2 separate regions of the Gossypium hirsutum genome follow, and region 1 is linked to region 2. A link is a contact called in public Hi-C data. All regions are on one chromosome and are shown on one strand. The core of a region is the stretch at or near the end of the contact, and the rest is flanking DNA. Distances in the headings are between cores, read along the strand shown. Region 1 has its middle 13 kb from the start of LOC121221099. Region 2 holds the start of LOC107922334 (cyclic nucleotide-gated ion channel 2-like).

Region 1 (4,391 bases), core at 1,154-3,653, 87 kb before region 2:
ATGAAAATGAGTAAAATGCATGAGAAAAAAAATATGTACTCTAGTCTTCTTGAGGTGGAGGAGTAGGAGAGAATTGAGACATTAAATATGCAATATTTTCCTACATCCTAGACATCCTAGAGTCTAGACTACTAACATTGTTATTAACTCGTTCAAACACATCATCTACTCGAGTACGAAAACCTCTAAACTCCTCACTCAATGAAGTAATAGCACTAAGGATGGTGGAAAACATGTCGTCAGAGAGAGTTGGAGTAGATGGTTGAGCGGATGAAGAAGCCGGTGGAGGGTCCTGCTCGGAAGGAGGAATATCATCATGGTCTTCTTCAAGGTCTTCATCATCAACATCTTGAGGATTAGGATAATCATCCTTAACCCAATTTCTGGTAAAAGGATCCATTTTAAAACCAGCTCGATGAAGGGAAGTAAAGCTAATAGGTTGATATTTAATGACCAATGGAGGGTCGATGTTGGTTGGGATGTTTAGGCGTTCAAAAATATATAACAAGTACGTGCCAAAAGGTAAAGAGAGCTGACTAGAGAGCTCCTTGCCAATACGCTTGGTAATGTCATTAAATAAAATTAAAGTAAGATCCGGGCGCCTATTTCTATGAAAACAATCAATTCACCAATAGTCAATAGATCAAAAAATGATGTGTTTTGAAATAGGATGCAATATCCATGTGATTATAAAATGCAAAACGCGATCATGGACATTGAGCTCGGATGCTTACGAGCGTCGAACGTTTAAGGCCGGATAGTAAGGGCCTTTCTCATTTGACTCACTATCGGGAGGAAGTTTAAAAAATTTACCAAAGTTTTCCAAAATGAGACGAAGAGGAGTATTCATGAGGAAATAATTAATAGCAACCACAGTCTCATCAGATTCATCATGTTCGAGCCTAGCATTTGAATAAAATGCTCAAACAAGATTAGCATGCATTGGTGAACGAATTTTAAAAAAGATGAGCCAATGCCATTAGACTAATGTTTGAAGAAATTGAAATTTGATTTTGGATAAAAATTTAAAATCAAGTGTGCGAGTAACATTAACTTTGCGTTTTGAAAAATATTGATCAAACAGATAAGTATCATTGTATTTTCTAAAACAATCATTGAAAGAAATGGTTTTGCCACTAGATGAATCCATAGGACTGAAATGAGGATGTTTCCTAATAGACATTCTAACTAACTAGACTAGAGAGACACTATTTGCACTTAAAATTCTGGTTGGGGAATTTTATCGAACACCTTGTATGCAAAGGGTTTAAAGAAAAGTTTTAAGATTTTGGCTAAGCTTAGGCAACCTCCTGCAAGAAAACATAATGTATATGTTCCAAATAAACCAAAAACATAATTTGCAACCAAGAATTTGACAGAAATTCCACAAAATTCGAAATGGGAAAAATAAATTTTTTACCTTGAAATTGCTTAAAAATTGTGAAATTTGAGAGCAAACTTGTTGAATCCTTGTAAGAAAAGACAATATAGGTTGTTTTGTGTCAAGATTTTAAAGAAAAAAAAATGAAGTATAAAGGAATTTTGAAGTTAGGGTTAAAGGCCTTTTTGAAACAAGAGCAGAAAATTTTAGGGGTTTCTTAAATTGTTTGAAAACACGCTGCATGAGTTTTTAAAACCTGATGAGTATCAATATTTTTTAAATGAGTATTGATATTTTAAAAAACGTGTATGTGTGCATTATTTTTGTGAGCAATCAAAAGAGTCTCTTGAATTGCGAAGTTAAATTTTCGAGGGGGAAATTTAGTGGGAGAATGATCTAGTTTTTGTACAACGGTGAGATTGCTAAATTGGTGAGTGTTAGACTAGTATTAGGACTTAAGCCATTGGTTGTACTGTGAAAAAGATAGTGGATCATTGCTCAAGGTAAGGCTTCGTAGATACAAACTGAAGTCAAATTGCGTAAAAAATCTCGGTGTTCTTTATTTTCTACGCACTTTTAGTTTTATGGTTGAAATTGTGGTCACAGTTCCAAGCATTATTTTAGTCACAATTTCTATTTTGTAAAGCAAGAACCACCTCGTTTCTACAAAGAAAATCGGTCAATTTAAGAACAAGTATTTTGTAGTATTCATGTTTTTCATATATTTTAAACTAATAATATAAAAATAATTATAATTAATTTTATCATATCTTTTAAAAGTTATACTTAAAAAACAACATAATATATTATTAATTAATAAAATTATAAAAATATGAAATCATTTCATATAATTAAATAAATTAAGAAATAATAACAATCCAAAATTTTTAATTACATTACTATAATATGTATATATAAATATGATAATAATTAATAAAGGTAACTACGGACTCGGGGCAGGGGTATATTTCGCCCCTTGTGACCTCTATCCGTGGACTTTTGCGAAGGGGTTGGGACTTGGGAGGTGGAAATCAAGCATGTGTTGTGTTGATCCCTTGGCTAGTTTGGCGTTGAGTTGGCCACTTGATCTTCATTTGCTCGAGGAGTCGCCATCATCTCTGAATCAGCTGCTGTTTGAAGATACAATGGGGCCATTGTTCCAAGGCTTCGTCCTGTGAGTGCTTAGGTTATGCCTACTTCTTTCTAAATTTGTAATTAATAAAAATTAAATGTGTTAGATTAATATTATATATAAAGATAATATCGATTTATTGGTAATCCAATCTATAATGTATTTATTTATTCTTAATTTATCTGTAAAAAAAATCTACTTTATAATTAAATATTAAATTTTTTTATAAATACTAATTGCATCTAATCAAATTAATTTGATTTAACACAAATATCAACTCAACAAATAGTATGACTCGTATCTATTCGAGGAATTAAGATAAAGAAAATTGATCAATTAAAATTTAATATTTTGTATTATCTATATTTCTCAAAATTTTTAAATCAATAATATAATATATATTTATAATTATTTTTAAAAATGTTTCTATTAAATCTTGAATTTAGAATTACGTTCATAACAAATTATTAATATAAAATAATTATAATTATAATTATAATTATAATTAATAATGTTTCCATTATTAATGCTATGATTATTAAAATTATCATTCATTAAACTTTGTATCCGTTTTAATTACACCTATTATTTTAGATTAATTAGTACTTAATTAGTGTTACAATTACAAATAAATTAAAATTAATATTTAGCACTATAAATATATGCATTATCAAGACATATATATATAGAATATGGATATTGTTTGAATTTTATTATTTGAGATGTTTAGTTATTATTATTTGATATTTGATAGCACGGACGAAGTTAGGAATTTTTTTTAAAGGGCCGAAATTAAATTGTAGTTTTTAAGATAGTAAAAATACAATTTCACCATTTTAATATCCTCTATATCTTTATAATTTTTAAAGGCAAAATATTATGTCAAAGGCAATGAAGTATTAAAGTAATGGTAAATTGTAGTTAAAATTTTGACTCATATTTGAATAATAAGTTACTTTATCTAATTACTTAATTTTTTTATTATTGGTTGTTTTTCACTTTTTTATTTTCATTACTTATAAAATGTTATTTTATTCTCTCAATTTTGTTTCAAAATTAATAGAGTTTTATTACAAATTAGATCTATTCTCATTTAATTAAATTGTAATAACTAAATTAATATTTTAAAATTAAAATAAAAATTCATTATTAATACAAGAGATAATGTCACATTTCGTACATGCACTTTCATAACATGTCCAATGTGGTATCTAAACTATGAATATGTGTTTTATTATAGTACCTGTATTTTCATAAAATGTCCAATATGGTACCTAAACTATCAATATGTGTTTTATTATGTTACCTAGTGTTAACAACATTAGTGAATTGCTAAACTAACCAATGAAAATTAGACATATAAGTTTTTTTTCTCTCCAAATTATCAAGCCCACATCGATAATATAACATTATATAAAAAACTAAATATAACAAAAAATAAAATAAAATTAAAAATAAATAATTAACCATATGGTTAATAATAACGAAGTAAATGCTAAATTTATATGTGCAAAAACGTCAATCTTCTCCATTTAAGCAAATGTTCATCTTCTCCAAAGAGTTTTCTATTTGAAACAATATTTTTAATTAGTTTTTTTAAATAATATTTTTTATTTTCCATCAAAGTACATGTACTTTCATGTAAGTTTAGGATTTACTTCTTTTCTATTAACTATATGTTTAGTTATTTATTTTTTAATTTAATTGGATTTTTTTTTGTTTTAGTTAGTTTTTCACACAATGTTTTTTAATTTAGTTTAATTGGACTTTACGATTTGGAAAAAAAAAAAATTCTACGTGTCAAATTTTTATTGGTTGATTTAGCAATTCACTAATAGTGTTAACACCATGTACCATAATAAAATACATATTGATAGT
Region 2 (4,626 bases), core at 1,681-4,180:
AATTTAACAGATGCCTACAGTCAATATGAAAACAGAGGAAAGGAGTAAAAAGGATATTAAGAGTGAAATGTGATTTACCTGAGAGACATTAAGCCCCAAAAGATGGGATAAAGGATCCTAACAGCAACAGAATTGCTAGAAACAACAGGGAGAGCCCACTGATATATCCCATAATTGAATGGTCCATGAACCTCTAAACATAAAGGTTTTCCAATAACGTTGGTTGAGTTACCACCACAAGTATTTCCTACTGCCTCAGCTGGAAATAAGAATTGGTAGCACACTTCCTCCGAGCACGACAATGAAAGCTTGCACTGCTTGTTTCTCGCGCATTGTTGCCGCAGACATGAGGCTACCCGTTGTATTGCAAGGACATACCAGCACCCTCCAGCAACCTGGGACCACTCCGCCAAAACCAACAAATTGCAATATCAACAAAAGGAAAATGAAGAACACATGAGTAAAGCCTTGAAGGCATTACCGCGATTTGGACATTTTTCCCCTATGTGCACTTACATTAAAGATGAAGCCTTGAAGGGTGTGAACGTATATTCAAAGAAGACAATACCTTAAATGCAAGTGCACGCGAGCCAAATCCCGGTGCAATAGAGCAGCACTAGAGAGAAGCCCTAGAACCTGATTGTTATAAAGTTTGTGAGAAAATGCAAAGACTTACGTGAGAGGCTATGAAGTAGGCAATGAGATTAAGGCCAAAACCCCACCAAATGGTGCCAAAGATGTAACCGGTGACCTTTTGCAGCCTTCTCATTAAGCAAATGATGTGGTAAACCTTTGGCAAGAATTGGAACAAGAAGATTAATAACAGTATTGTCATAATAATCTTGATCTGCTCTTCCCTTATTAATTTTGGTACAACTAACCAAAATACTGCCTGCAAAAAACCAAAAATCTCTCTGGTTATGCAGAAATAAAAATCATTTTACTCAACTTCTATTAGCTTTGGAATTATTCACAATAATTGTGTTAGAATTAGATTTTAAATTGAAAACTACTAGTCATAACATAAGTCCATTTGTAACTATAAAACAAAAGACATGGAAACAGGTAACATGTTCCGAGGACAAAAATATCCAACAAGGAAGAAACCTCTGGTGTCTGTCTATGAAGCAACTAAAGTAATTGTCAACACTCTCATTCAGTCATCGTACAATAGGGGGAAATGGCTTTCTAGCCTTTAGCTTTAAGATCACCATGAAAACTACATGGTAACAAGAAAAAGTAAGATTCAAAAGAGACCAAAACACAATGTTTATTTGGGGACCCACTTTATATTCTTAATATTTTGGGTTTATATATTAGTAGTTACTTAACTTTTGTCATCAAATTATAAAAAATTATAAAATGGTCACTCAACTATTAGTAATTTTTTTCACCCAACTGTGAAAAGTTACAAAATAATTACTCAACTATTCAATTTTGTCATTTTCTCTCACTTAACTATCTTAAATTTTTTAATATTTTTATTTTTATATTAATCAGCTAGTAAAAAATTAAAATTAAATACTTAGTGACCATTTTATAATGAAAAAAAAAACAATGATTGGGTTGGATAAAAAATTACTGCCAATCTTGTAGGAACCATCAATAACAAACTAAAAAAGAAGTAGCATATAAAAATTGGAAAGTTGTAAAATCTAGGATTGGGTATGATGATTTGTATGTAATAATTTTGCCTAAAGCTGGCAACAGTCTATTTCTTGCAGCACCATCAATGTTATGACAGTTTAGGTTTTGTTTTATCCTTTCTATTTCAGCCTGCAATTTTATTATTATTTTTGAATTAAATTAAAATTTTATTATTTTTAAAAGTAAAATTTTATAAATTATAAAAAATTAAATAAAAAAAAGAGGTTACAATCACAACCTAATATATATAACATTTAAAATTTCACATCTCGTAATTAAAGTAGTTATTATATATAAAAAAATAAGTTCACATGCGTGAACAACGTGATGACATATAGAAGGTTAATAGTTAAATTTAAATTTTAAAATATGAAAAAAATTACATTAAGTGAAAAACAAAATCAAATGATAATGATAATTTTGGATGAAATTGTTAAAAAATCCAAAAGAAGCGGTGAGGTCTGATTTTTAAGTTAATTCATATGTAAATAAGAGGTACGTAAAGGGAACCTGAGGAACCGGCAGAATCACAAAGACATCAAACCAGAAACCTTTGAGGGAACGAACGTAATGAGAAGCGATGGCACGTGCGTCCCACACGAGTTTACCACAACCGACGACCAGCGACTCCCTTGACACGTACGCCAGTCTGAACTGAAGCCAAAGATGGAACAAATGCACGGCGTCCACACACGTGCGGAGGACGGTTACGATGGCAGCGAGGCCCCCATCCATGTACAAACACGGCGACCCACCTCTTCCTATAGATAAAGCATAGAAAAACAAAGGATCAATGGCTAAAGCCATTGCACGAGCCAATAAGAAAGCCCGGTTCCAGTTTTGCACTCGCTTGGTCCTAGGATCAAGCACCCGACCGAACGGACCAGAAGGTCGCCGAGTATTAGGCGCGGCAGGCTGTTGAGTCTTCTTCTGTTTGGAGGCCGTACGAGCTTGAATTGGAACGAGGGAAGAACCAGCGGAGGCTTCCCATTCCGGTGGGTGAGCTTGGTCACAGCTGGTGGAGTGAAAAACTGGAACACCGACTTGAGTACAAGCGTAACATTCTACGGTGTAGGAAATTGGGTTTTCTTCATTGCCTTCGCCGCTAACACTACCATTATCAGATCTCTCTGGCATTGAGTTTGGAAGTTGAAAAAGTCCAAACCACCTGTGACAAGAACAACACAATTATAACGAAACCATTTTAGATTTTGATTTCAAAGAGAGATGAAAACTTGGAAAGAGTGAAACCTTGATAGGGAGAAGTTGGACTGAGGAGGCATGGTGAGAAAAGTGGAACCATGGGAGAGAAAGGAATTGGGCGAATGGAAGGAAAAGGAAGGAAGGAGGAATAGAAAAAGAGGGGTTGTTTGGGAAGGATGGGAGTTTTTGGAGGGATTAATAATGAGAGGGCTTTTGGGTGTCAGGTAGCACATGAAGAAAGAAGCCAAAACCAGGCACGGAACATGAAGGGTATGTGTGATCAGAATGCGAGTCTGTGGTGGGCTTGGTTCCACCCCCTTACGCCTCAACCATTGGGTCCACACCCATGCCCCATGACTCTAAAATAAACGTGCTTCGATCAACCATAACCACACCCTTGCCACTTGTCAATGTCGAATTTAAACCTCATTTTTACCCCCAATAATCTCACTTGTTACTGCCGTAAAGATATTATGGTTACTCGAAGTTAAATCGATAAAATTGTATTTTACTCATTTACTCAAAAAATGGATAAATTAGTTCTTATACGTTAGATTAAATAGCAAAATCGGTATGTTAAATTTCATTCATTTATACTATTAAAAATTGACATGGTTGATAAAATAATTAGAATTACACATGCCATTTTAATGTACAAGGGCTAGTCTTTAACAGTCGAAATGGATAAAACTTTTAACAGAAATACTTGTTTGCTCTTAAATCTAACGTAGAAGAACTAATTTACCTATTTTTTTCAGTAAAGAGAGCAAAATGCAACCAAACTCTTAGTACAAGAACTTCCATAGTACTTTTACCAAGTTAAATTGCATTTAGACTTCTCTACTTAAAAAATAGGTAAATTAATTCATCCACGTAAGATCAAAGAGCAAACTAATCATTCTGTTAAAATTTTCATCCATTTTTCCTATTAAAAATTAGTCTCAGTACTATTAACTCGTGACCAACATCTACCTCCTTAATGGGCCTACAGAATGCAGAAAATTAGTTATTGGGCTCGCTTCAATAGATATCTTAAGAAATTCGCTTCAGTAAATACCTTAAGAAATCAAAAAAATTGGTCTTAATACTTTGGCACAATCCATGTAACTATCTAGTTATTTTGTCAATAATATCAGTTTTTAATAATGGAAATGGATGAAATTTTTAATTGAAATGATCAGTTTGATATTTAAACTAGCAAAAACAGGTTAATTTGCCTATTTATTTTAGTAGTAAAAAGACAATATATAATCTAACTTCTAACACAGAAATCATACTTATCGCAATGAATTGTCCCCTTCCTCTTGCTTATTTATATATACTAGAGATATTTTTTGGTTGTATGATGATAATGTAATTACAACTTTGTAACAAAATTAAAATAAAATAATGGACGATAATTTGTTGTATGAAGTTCATTAGTCTTAGATGGGTGGAAAAATGGTCCCAACCTGAGGACAATAGTCCATATGGCACATGGTGGGTCTATTGTTTGAGAATGAGGAATGATAATAGACGGTACGTGGTCGGAGATTGCCTTACTTTTTTGTATTATTTTTGTATAATTGTATTGATTGTTATGGATGTATATCTATTATACAATCACTCTACACTCTTCTATTTGACGCGTAATCATAAATTCTTATTGTATCTATTATTTTTAATAAAATATTTAGATATATTCATAGTCACTCTCAAACCCTTAAATAGAAGGATAATACGCTTCAGCGCACTCGAACCTACATCCTCTTACACTGGCAATAATGTTAATACCAA

Evidence for each region. Hi-C and Micro-C count contacts between places; a contact is called where the count stands out from the background.
Region 1: a Hi-C map of leaf shows a contact between it and region 2, with 2.8 times the contacts expected there. The contact joins the enhancer-like site here to the promoter of LOC107922334 in region 2. A contact is called at or near these places in 2 of 34 Hi-C or Micro-C datasets (anther and leaf).

What each region holds. Positions count from the first base shown.
Region 1 is chrD09:2,803,158-2,807,548 of Gossypium_hirsutum_v2.1, reverse strand. No RefSeq gene overlaps it. Among protein-coding and RNA genes, the nearest start is that of LOC121221099, 13 kb to the left of the region's middle. Within about 2 kb of position 2,403, at least 6 of the 9 cell types and tissues checked have an H3K27ac peak or open chromatin away from gene starts, as enhancers often do. A contact at or near this core is called in leaf, where this site is marked.
Region 2 is chrD09:2,716,917-2,721,542 of Gossypium_hirsutum_v2.1, reverse strand. LOC107922334 (cyclic nucleotide-gated ion channel 2-like) reads right to left here and starts at 2,930. Exons shown (of 8, transcript NM_001327200.1): 1 at 2,899-2,930; 2 at 2,158-2,815; 3 at 677-892; 4 at 79-395. The coding sequence starts at 2,930.